Linked DNA regions of Gossypium hirsutum: region 1 is linked to region 2. The links are chromatin contacts, called in public Hi-C maps. All regions are on one chromosome and are shown on one strand. Each heading gives the region's core, a stretch centred on a gene start, on an enhancer-like site or on the middle of the called end of the contact. The rest is flanking DNA. Distances are from core to core; before and after follow the strand shown. Region 1 overlaps LOC107953139 (ubiquitin C-terminal hydrolase 13). Region 2 has its middle 15 kb from the start of LOC121232209.

Region 1 (6,075 bases), core at 2,378-4,877, 220 kb after region 2:
TATAAGAAAAGGAAGGTAAGGATTTTAAATGGTAAATATACCATTAGGACTTTAGTGGATGGTTTAGGTGAGTTTGAAGTTGAAATTTCATTAGAAATTAAAGGTTAATTTAGTAATTAGACACATTAATTAAGAAAAATAAAAGTTAAAAAAAATTAAAGTGGCAACATCTTTATTTATTTCATCCAACTGAAACTCCATTGTCAAGGGAGAAGCAAGCTTTCAGTCATTTAGGGTTCTTCGTTTTGGTAGGTAAATCTTACACGTTTTTAGTAATTTTTATGTTTCTAAGCTCCTATTGCTCGATCTAGCTAACTCGAAGACTAATTTGTAAAGCTTTAAAATGTTATGGATTATGCCATTGATGAATTTGGGGCATTCTTGAAGTTTATGATAATTTATTAAGCTTGGTTGTTAAATAGGACTATTTTGTAAAGTAGTTTTTGGTAATTTTAATGTTTAAGCACTAAAATATGAAAATAGTGAAATTACTTGTACTTGCTGCGAATTAAAAGTAAATATGGACTGTAGTGAGGTCCTAAATAGTTTGGCTAAGCTGGGCTTTAGTGGAAATTGGTTAAATTACGAGTTTTGGACTTAGGGACTAAATTGCATAAAAGGTATAATGTTAGGGGTAATTTTGTAAAAATGTATAAAAGTACTTATTAGCATCAAATGAGTTAATTTTTCTGTTTGAATTGGTTAATTGAATGGGATTATTATTATATATCAAGAACGAGTTGAAAATTGAGGAAAAGAGAAAGTTGTTGAATAGTCCCTGAAATTTTGTCATTGCTACAGTTTAGCTTGGTAAGTTCGTTTGGTTTAATTTAATACAATTGTTATGCTTATCTTGTAAAACTAAATTGTTGAATGTTAGTTTAATATAGTCAATGTTAAGGTAAGGAGAATTATAGATCTGATTTGTATATATTGTTGGTTGGTAATGTGTACCCCTATGCATGATAAGTGTAAGATAGAGTATAATTGGCATGTCAATAGGTTATAATGCACGCTGTACGAGATTGATATGAGACAAGATGATGGGTCCTGTATATTTCTTATTCGCTGAATATACAAAAGTCTTGCATTTGTTGTGAACTATCGTGTTACATTACAGTGTTTTTTGGCATGTTAGCGGGGGAAAATGTTAGCCTACGGGTTAGGCACTTAGTGCCAAGGCGTGTTATTGGTTGGATTGGCTCGTATGAGTGTTTGGCGTGTTTCCAGATGGTTAACTGTGTACTCATATCCATATATTGTTCATTGACAACATTCTAGTGAAAACAGATTATTATTTGAATTGTGGTGTCAATAATGGTTAGGCACCTAAGTTGATTGTTTGGCATGCTTTGAGTGTTTTTGAATGTGTTTTGAGAGCTTGTATGAATGTGCTTTTGGTATGTTTAGGTACATAAGCATTTGGGAGTGAAAATGACAAGTTTTGGTTTGAATTTGGATGCACACGACTTGGGACACGAACTGTCACGAGGCCGTGTGTCCTTGTGCCTTATTTGTATTCAATATAGGTTGGTTCACACGGGCACAGAGAGTTACACAGCCTGGCGACACTACCATGTGACCTTATATTACATGGATACAGTTAGTTACACGGTCAGCGAACACGAGCATGTGAAGTAGCCACACGACCATGTCTTAAGCCACACGATTTGGGCTCTATCACACGGCCATGTGCCCCCTGTTTTGAAATTTTTCATATTTTCACTAAATCTTCTGATTTGTTTCTAATTGGTCCCTGATTATTTCTAAACTATTTTTAAGGCCTCGTAGACCTGATTTTAGGCCAATGAGTGTATGTTTCACTTTAAATTACATGACAATATAAATGATGACAATTAATTAGAAAACTTGATGCTATTTGATAATAGATGTTCTGCTTTGTATTGTAATACTCCGTAACCCTACTCCGACAACGAAGACAGGTTAGAGGTGTTACAAAGCATCTGTAAAGATTGTTTTGTTTTCCATATTGACTAAAGTTTATTTGACATAGCATGGTACGAAATCCTCCGACCAAGGAGCTTCACAATCACAATCTTGGACATTCGTTATGCAATAAAATCATGAACCCGTTCAGAAAACTTAATCGAAGGTATCCCATCAACCACTTCCTTCACAGCATTGCCTTCATTTAAGATGAAATCCTCATCCTTTTGCAACAAGCTAATATCGCCAAAGGTACCTAACAACCTGTCTTTCCATGACACAGTGGTTTTCTGACCTAAGCCAATTGACATCCCCGCTCCATCCACAATAGGATCATCAAGATCCAGAGGTTCATTCGACCTCTTCCAGATCTTCTTCATTGCTCGTCCTAAGGCTCCATCGACAGTCAACACCCCATCAACCATTTTTCCTTAAAACTTTTATTATTAATTTTACACTTTTTAATTTTAGAAATAAAATTAGTGGTTGCACTTTATTATAACCTCAATAGTTATTTACTTGTAATTCTTTTATATACCAAAATATAATAAGAAAAAAAAATAATATCTTCAATATAATATCTCAATTATCATGATAAAACTTTATTCTCTCAATTTTTTTTAATTTAATAATACTTTTCCTATTTTGTTCGAGTGTTGAGATTTACTAAACATTCCAGACGAACAATAATTGAGAAAAATTGGAACCAAAGTTCACCGACTTAATTAAATGACAATAACTCAATCCAATTATGTCACGTGACAATGTTTCAAATTGGACCGCTTCAATGTAGTTGATGTTAATAAAACATTGACATGTCATGATTAGGGCAAGCAACTATCTGAACCTATTGACATGAATCATGACTAATAAGTCAAAAACAACTTTATTTGTTTAAAGCTTCTAGATTTGAAGGGGAGAGAATGGTTGTGAGAATAAGAGTGAAGATGAGGCTTGAGATTTTGTGGTTCCACTTCTAGTGCTATAAAATATAATTCCCCAGTTTCAAGTTCACTGTTCAAATGCCATAAAATGTACTTTCCGAGCTTTGATACTTATCTCACTATTTTCAAGAAAAGATATATAGCTTATCGTATATTTTAAGAACACATATCTTGCGGCAACCGTAAATCTAGAAGAGCCTGGCCTTGATCTTAAAAAATAATAAATTGCAGTTTAAATCCTTATAAAATTATAAATTAATATAACGGTATAATTAAATTTTTACCCCAAAAATTTTATTTCAATTTTATTCCCTATAATGATTTTCTAACTTTGCTCTGTCTAGCGGATTTAAATTCAAACGCCAAATGTTGAAAAAACACCCATAAAAAAGATTGTACCATAAAAGTTCCAAATTCCTTTTTCTTTTTTTCTTTTTTTGCATGTTCGTTTAATTTTTGCCCATCTTCTCTTTAAACAAATGTTAATAGATATAAAAGACAACTGATAATAAGCAATCATTGATACAAAGTAAAGGTTGAAAGTTGAAACTGAATTTCTATGGGGGAGAAAAACCAATTTGGCTAAAGTGAATGAGAAATGGGAACCACATAGGAGGTGAGGTGAGGGAGAATTGGTCCTGCAGTTACCGAGCTCATGGTACCATGTTAATACAATTATGATTGAAGTCAAGTCACATCCTGCACAAAAAAGGAAAAGAGAGGAGATAAGGTCCACTATACTACTAAAACTCAGTAGGGAAAAAAGGTAATGTAACATCTCCACCTTATCCTATGTATATATCTAATCTTTTGTCATTTTCCTTAATTCTTTTTTTATTAATCGAGAATTTACTTAGATGACAGGCATCCACAAAGTGAATCTGAACTTAAGCATGCAGGTAGGCAAGGAGATATTGAAACAGTTTAGTCGTGAATTGGCTATCAATCAGTTTAATTCAGTGGTCAATCACCAGTTATACAATTACAGTAAAAGAATTAGAGTCCCTAATTAACAACCTTTGGAAACAAAATATGATAACATAAAAGCTAGTGGTTATAGGTATAAAACAGTTTTGTTAGTAAACAAGCTTTCTAATTCTACCACTAAAAAGTTCCACACACCACACCTTGAGTTTATAAAAGATTTAAAATTACAATTTATCATAAACTTTGAAAATAACATTATTAAAAAAAAAACAACCATGAACCCCATGACATGGACCATTAAAAAAATAATATCACCATGACAAGGCCTACAATAGGTAGGAGAAAAAAAAAGCAGTACCTAAATTGTATATCTTTATAACAAAATAGGTAATTGTTTCGACAGAGTGGAAAATATCTCTCAAGAGAAACAAGAAAATGGAAAATAAAATATATCCCATTATTATGAATAAATTTGATTTACTTTGGATTACTCCGAATCATAATACCAAACTCAGATTTGTATTCATATAAAAACAAGTTCACTATAAAAAGAAATCAGTAATGATTGAGATTGGCATTTCAGAGTTAAGCAAAAGTAGCGCAAATATGAAGAGAATCTTTAGATATAATAATAAGCCATAATAATAGGCTTGAAAAAGAATGGCAATCAACCATTACAAAGGGCAGCAGCTAATGCTAAATGCATCAGATGATCTACATGGACAAAATCAGGGCAACCAACCAAAGGGAATGGCAAAAATCACAACCTTCTCCCAACTATACTGTGTATACATAAATTCACTAATAATCAAAATCTTGTTTATGTACTGACAAATTACACAGGCAACTTGCCCCCATTTACGTTTTGATTGAAGATTGAACCAACCAACCAACCTCGATTTAAAGACGGAAAGTAGTAGCAAAAACCTCAGCGGATCGTAATTGTCATTTGCAGATGCACACTTTGATTACGTAAAAGGAAGTAGTCCTTTGAATCGACACTAGCGAAAGAATTACATTTATCCAACAAATCAACAAGCAAAGGTCACAGATGCCATTTCAGTGCTAACTTGTTGCCTCACATTGTCATTTGCTTTTAGTTCATGTAGAGTGCCACTCTTTTGTGCAATGTCACCAAAGGGAGGTAAAATCTAAAATAGTCCCTAATTGTATATTTTAACAGGCTTCTCAAAGGTGTGCCGGTTCTGCAAAGAAGCGTGATGTTATTAGAGTCTACTATTCCAGGCATCTCCAAAGGCCAGTCATTTTCATGGACTTGGAAAAAGCAGATATATTAATCGCAGTCTTAAAGAATATCTTTATCCTTAGGGTATGTTTGTTATCAACTGATTTCTGCTGAAACTTTGGGAATACTTTATGGTTATTACCTGATTAGCAGCATAAGCTCTTTTCGGAGCATTGTCAGAGTGCTCCAGCCCAAGATACTGCTCCCAAGCACCATAAACATCTCGTCTCTGAGTATATGTATAGTAAAACCAAAATTAGAGTAACATCCTAATGAAACTTGGAAAATTTTTCGAATATCTATAAGCAAAACAATGTGCACACCTGAAAACGACTAGATACAATATCAGAATCTTGAAGGTACTCTGGCCGGCCAAGTGAGAGGAATGCAAACTTCCACTGAAAAAACAAATAGGATTCATATAAATAAAACGGAGAATACATAACTGAAAAGGAAAAACTAGTTAAAAAGAAATATTAACAGAGGATACATCACCATCAGAGTTCCTACTATACATCAATTCAAATTCAAAAAGAGGAGAGAGAAAAGGGGTTGAACACACTAAGAATTAGGGTAAACCAGTGAGCACAAGTTCACTTAGGATTCAGGAAGTACAACAAACCTTAGCAAAGTCCTCATCAGGAACTTGCAGCTTCTTTTGTATTCGGACTTTTATTTCAGCCAGTGTCTCACCTTCATGAATCACCAAGAAAAAGGGCTCTCCAAAATTCAGAATTTGCTGTCAAAACAAGAGGCAAAAACATTGGTAAGGAAACATAATAGTGATAAAGAAGTAATCTTAGGCAAAGCAAAATGGCAACTGAAAATAAGATGATGTAAAAAAAATTATTACCATCTGGTTCTGTGCAGTTTCTTTAGTGAAGTGGTAAACATGAATTAGGCGATCATTTGGACCAAGATTTTTCTCTTCTTCTGGAATCTGCAAGATTAAGAAACAAAGATCAAAATCAGCACTCTATTAACTTAAAGAAAGCCATTATCCAAGAAATG
Region 2 (5,749 bases), core at 2,383-4,882:
ATTGCTAAGTTGAGAACCTTTTATAGAGGTTTGCCTTTTAGATACAAAATTTCATTTTTAAACTTTTGTTTAAATTTTTTATATATTATATATGGCTTTTTTTATATTTTTAATAAATATATTATGTATAATACAAAAAAAAGGGACACGTGGCGTGTTTTAATAGTGTCACATGGACAATCAATGCCGATTAACATCGTTCAACACCAATCAACGCTCAGTCAAAGTGAAAAGTATTTTTCAATATTTAAATATTTAATATTATAATTTTCTATTTTTAATTTAAATTTAATATTTTTATTTTAAATAAACTTAATTGCCATATGACATTTTTTTCATTGGCCAAAAACATACCATGTGGCACTTTTTCATTGGCCAAAATTGCCTAATAGTTTTTTAATGTCCATTACAAAATAGACCAAAAATAGAGGAAATTGATACTTTAGGTACCAAATTGAGACTAAACAAAGTTTAAGTACCAAAATGGGAAAATGAATATACTTCAAGAGCTAAATTGTGAATTAAGCCTATTTATAAAGTAACAAATATTATTATAAAAACTCTAAAAAAAAAACCATACATTATGGATTTGAACCTAAAAAGTTAAGTTTATAAAGCTTTAACTTCAGCATTTCAATTAAAATTTCAATTGTTGGTAAAAGTATCGTGAAGGCCCTTATAGTAGATTGTCTTTTGCCCTATTTACTAAAACAAATGGACAAATTAACCATTATACGTTAGAAAAATTGCAAATTGACCTTTCCATTAAAAGTTCCATTCATATGTGTTACTAAGTAATTGTTTGACTTTTTTCAAAAATTTTTTATATAGGTCCATTCATATGTCCTGTGTTAGGATTCGGGTTACATTTTACCCTCTATTAAAAAAAAGGTAAATTAGCCCCTATACATTAAATTAAAGAGCAAACTGGTCTTTTTGTTAAAGATTTCATCCATTTCTATTGTTAAATGCTAATGTGACTAATAGAGGAACCAAACACTAACATGTGGCATGCCACGTGTACCTCATGTTGACATGATAATATTTTTTAAAAAAAAGTCCTAAAAACAAATAAATTTTATAATTATTTAAAATATCATCAGGATGAACCTAGATAAATGGTTGTCTTGGTTCATTTCATCCTAGACATGATTTTTCAAAAAAAAAAAGAAGAGAATTATTTAAAATTATTTAGAATCATAAAAATATTTAAAATTATTAAAAATAACATCCAAAATGATTATGGACAAATGGTTGTCCAAACTCAAATAAAACTAGAAATCATTTATTCAAGTTTAGTCTAGAGTGATTTCTTAAATAGTTATAAAAAATTATAAAAAATTGTTTAAAAATTATTAAGAATTATAAGAAATTATAAATAATAATTGAAAATTTTAAAAGTTATAAAAACTATATGTATACCCCAATATAACATGTCTAAAGAATTCAATTATACTCGTATACAAATATGTATTTTTTAATGAAGTTGATATTTTTAGTTAATTAAGTTGAGCCCAATTTTATTAATTTCTTATAATTCTTAATAAATTTTAAATAATTATCTATATTTTTGTATAATTTTTATAATTATTTAATAAATTTTTAAGAAATAACTCTAAAATGAATTTAAAGAAAATAGTTGCCTAGGCTTGTTTGAGTTTGGATTCCAACGTTGTTACTAATAATCTTCAATAATTTCAAAAAAAAAAAAATTTCTTATAAATTTTAATTTTTAAATAATTTTCTATAATATTTTTAATCATTTCTTATAGATTTTAATTATTTTTAAACAATTTTCTATAAAGTTTTTAAGAACTATGTCTAGGATAAACCCGAACAATTATTTGTCTAGGTTCATTTTAACATAGACAACCACTTTGTCTAGGTTCATCTTGGACGTGGTTTTTTAAATAATTTTTAAAAAAAAATATTTATTTTTGAGTTTTTCTTATTTTTAAATATTTTATGATGTAATAAAATGTGCCACATCATATGAAGTACACATGGCACACCATGTATCACTATTTGGTTGCTCTATTAGTCACAACATCACTTAAAAGTAGAAATGAATGTAATTTTATTAGGTTATATTTTGCTTTTTAATCTAATGTATATGGACTAATTTATGACATTGGCATAACAAGGGGGACACACAGCTACCCATTATCAATTTTATATGACATTGGCTCAATTTGGCATCAAGATTGTAGCCAGTGTAGGTGAATGTGAATTCGAGTGTGCTCAAGTGTGTTTTATCCTTCTATTTAAGTATCGAGAAATAATTATAGGTAATTTTAAGCATTGTATATATAAAAAAAAGACCTACAACCACTCATTATCATTGTTTTAAGTTTTTTTTTCTTTTTATTAAAAGTTCCTTTAGCTATTTCGTTCATTTTCTTTGCTTTTCACTTTGATATTCACTATTTCTCCCATTTATGAGAAAAATAGGATTGCCTCATTAGTATCGTTTTGAGATGGCCTCTTGTTCGACGTTTAAAGCAATACACTGTTGGTAAAATAACTCAATCTGTTTTATTTTATGGAAGAACAAGTTGGCATAATTTGATTGGGTACAGTTAGGCGACATCAAAGGAATTAGTGATTTGGTTTAAACGGCTTGCACAGTTGTTGACTTGAGCCAAATCTTCTCATTTGCAAGGCTGTTGAAGAATTAAACTGTGAGAGCTGATCTCAAAGTTGTTCGTTTGGCAGGAATTCATTGTTGGGCCATTTTTGTAGTTAATTTATCACTACGAAGAAATTTAAAGTTTGAGACTGTTCCTCAATCTCTATAACTGACTTATCATAAAGTGAAATGAGATTCATGATTTGTGATCAATTTAGAACCTAAACCAAAATTGTTTTCCTAGGCTAGAGTTGTTAGCTTATTGGTTAAATTTATTTTGAATTCGAAATTTTATTATTCTTTTTTTTTATTTTATTTAGATTTTTTATTATTTAATTAAGTTATACTTTAAACCTCCACTTTGTTTTTCACCCACAAAACGTTTTGGTTGAAAGAAATCACAAAATTAATCAAACCAATCTTTATCTCTACTACGAAATTTAATTCTGTTTATATGTATAATTTTTATTTTTGATGAATTCAACACTCATCGGTCTAACTTTATTAGAAGAAGTCTACGAAATATTGTAGACAAAGAACTAAAAAACCTTGCACTACATTTAAAAAAAAATACCTGCACTACGATTTTAACACTAAGAAATAACAAAATGAGCCAATGAAACATCCAACTTACGGAAGATTTTGAAGCAACAAAATGGGGCATTTCACATGCATAACACTATTTTATCATATATGTTAGCATGTAATTTTAATAATACTATATAAAAAATAAAAAGATTAAAAAAATCAGAAATTATTTTTATTCTCAGCATATTTTTAATGAAGAAATGGATGTAAAAGATTTGTGATTGGGGTTGAGACTTTAAATGTTTCGATTGCAGTGAATTGATACGTTCCGAAATTGAAGTGGAAGAAAATCGAAGAAAAGAAGAGAAAGAACGGAGAAGAAGAAAGAATTCTGAATTTTTACTTCTATATATGCATAACCACCTTCCCGTACAACTTACACTTAATAAAAGGAAAATAACAAGAGGGAAACAGCGTGGCAAATTCTATTTATACTAAACGCATCGTTTAACTTATCCCCCACTACGCCCCGTTTAGTTGTTCTATTAAAACTCCTTGTTTTATTTAAAAGACTAGTTGTTTCGACTAATTTCTTCTTTTCACGTTCTCTGATTACTTTCTAGCCCGTAACAATACTCCCCCCAAAAATAAGATCCTTGTCCTCAAGGATGGAAATGAAGAAATTTAGATTGAATCATGGCTAGCGACTCCCACGTCGCATCTTCCGAAAACGAATTAATCCATTCAACTAACACTTCTGTAACAACTTGGTTTCCTTTCTTAACAATCCTTCTGTCCACAATTCGGGTTGGTTCCTTCTGCAATGCACCATGAACATCCACCAGTGGCAGTTGAGGTTGAATAGGTGCCGAGCCAAAATGTTTTTTTCAGATGCGAAACATGAAAGGTTGGATGAATACGAGACCCTTGAGAGAGCTGGAGAGTGTATGCCACATTTCCCACTTTCTTGATCACTGGGAAGGGTCCATATATAATATTTAGGAGATAATTTTTGACTGAGGATCTTTCTAATTGTCTGCTGCCAATAGTGTTGCAATCTCAAATAGACCAAATCTCCAATTTGAAAAATTCTCTCGAACTAATGCTTATCAGTAAAATGCTTATCAGTAAAATGCTTCATACGAGTTTGAGCTTTCCTGAGACAAAACTGCAGTAACTTTCTCACTGCTTCCTTAACCTGTAGACTTCTATCCACTATTGCCACTGTAGAGGCTCCTACGAGATAGGGGCATGTGCATCAGTGGAGTCTGGCCATACAAAGCCTCATATGGAGTGAGTTGAATCGAGGAGTGGAACGACAAATTATACCACCACTCAACAAGTGGTAGCCATTGAAACCAATGCGCAGGGTTTTCACTAGTCATGCATTGTAGATAATTCTTAAGAAATCTATTCAAAACCTCCGTCTGGCCATCCGTTTGAGGGTGATAGGCTGTTGATAAAAGAAGTTTAGTACCATCTCGCCGAAATAACTCCTGCCAAAAGCTACTAACGAAGATTTTGTCTCTGACTGATATGATTGAATTTGGCATGCCATGAAGCTTGTAGACATGATTCAAGTACTCTTGGGCTACATCTTTAGCTGTATACGAATGAGACAGAGCTAGGAAGTGACTATACTTGGTTAGATGGTCCACCACCACAAGAATGGAATTCTTCCTATCTGAGTTCGGTAATCCTTCAATAAAATCTAAACTAACAATAGACCAAGTTCTATCAGGTACTGGTAATGGCTGTAGGAGACCAGGAGAAGTTACTGTCTCACTTTACATCTCTGGCAGATCACACATTCTCGAATCCATTTTGTAACATCGGTGGTGAGACCTTTCCAATATAGCAATCTGGATATGCGCTTCCTAGTAACATGCACACCTGAGTGCCCACCAACTCACTAGCATGAAAATGGAGAAACAACTCATGCCTCAGCTGCAGAACTTTTCCCACGACCATCTTCCCTTTCTTGAGCAAAAACTGACCATCCCAGGAGTATTTTTGGTTAAGACATTGGAGCTGTTGAATTTTTGGATGATTTTCTGTAACTTATCATCAATTATATACGACTGTCTCACCCTCTCCAAAAGGCTCGAGATGATAGAACTAGTCGAGAGTTGATAGTACTAACATTGGTCCAATTGTGGTTGTCAAGATAGAGCATCAACCACCTTGTTATTGATTCCTTTTCTATAGGATACTTCAAAATCATATCCTAACATTTTGGCGACCCATCGTTGTTGGAAAGGAGTGACAACCACCTAATCTGATAAGAACCGTAAGCTCTGATGATCAGTACGGATTTTAAAATGTCTCCCTACCAAATATGTATGCCATTTTCGAACAGCCAATAGGACCACGAGCATTTCTTTTTCATAAATCGACAAAGCCTGATGTCACACACCTAGAGCTTTGCTAAAGAAAGCCACTGGCCTCCCTTGTTGCTGCAACACTGCCCTAATTCCAAATCCACTTGCATTCGTATCTACTGTGAACTCGAGCTGGAAGTTAGGAAGTACCAGGACGGATGCGGCACTCAAGGCTTCTTTTAATGCTTGAAAGGCCACAGTTTCTTGTTCT

What was found. A called contact is a pair of places that touch in the nucleus more often than the background predicts.
Region 1: a contact with region 2 is called in a Hi-C map of leaf, with 2.5 times the contacts expected there. The contact joins two enhancer-like sites. A contact is called at or near these places in 6 of 34 Hi-C or Micro-C datasets (callus, leaf and seedling).

What each region holds. Positions count from the first base shown.
Region 1 is chrA07:21,985,219-21,991,293 of Gossypium_hirsutum_v2.1, forward strand. It overlaps LOC107953139 (ubiquitin C-terminal hydrolase 13), which reads right to left. Exons shown (of 32, transcript XM_041117764.1): 28 at 5,918-6,004; 29 at 5,687-5,803; 30 at 5,388-5,462; 31 at 5,207-5,293; 32 at 3,288-3,590. The coding sequence ends at 3,579. Among protein-coding and RNA genes, the nearest start is that of LOC107953139, 16 kb to the right of the region's middle. Within about 2 kb of position 3,628, at least 2 of the 9 cell types and tissues checked have an H3K27ac peak or open chromatin away from gene starts, as enhancers often do. A contact at or near this core is called in leaf, where this site is marked.
Region 2 is chrA07:21,764,614-21,770,362 of Gossypium_hirsutum_v2.1, forward strand. No RefSeq gene overlaps it. Among protein-coding and RNA genes, the nearest start is that of LOC121232209, 15 kb to the right of the region's middle. Within about 2 kb of position 3,633, at least 2 of the 9 cell types and tissues checked have an H3K27ac peak or open chromatin away from gene starts, as enhancers often do. A contact at or near this core is called in leaf, where this site is marked.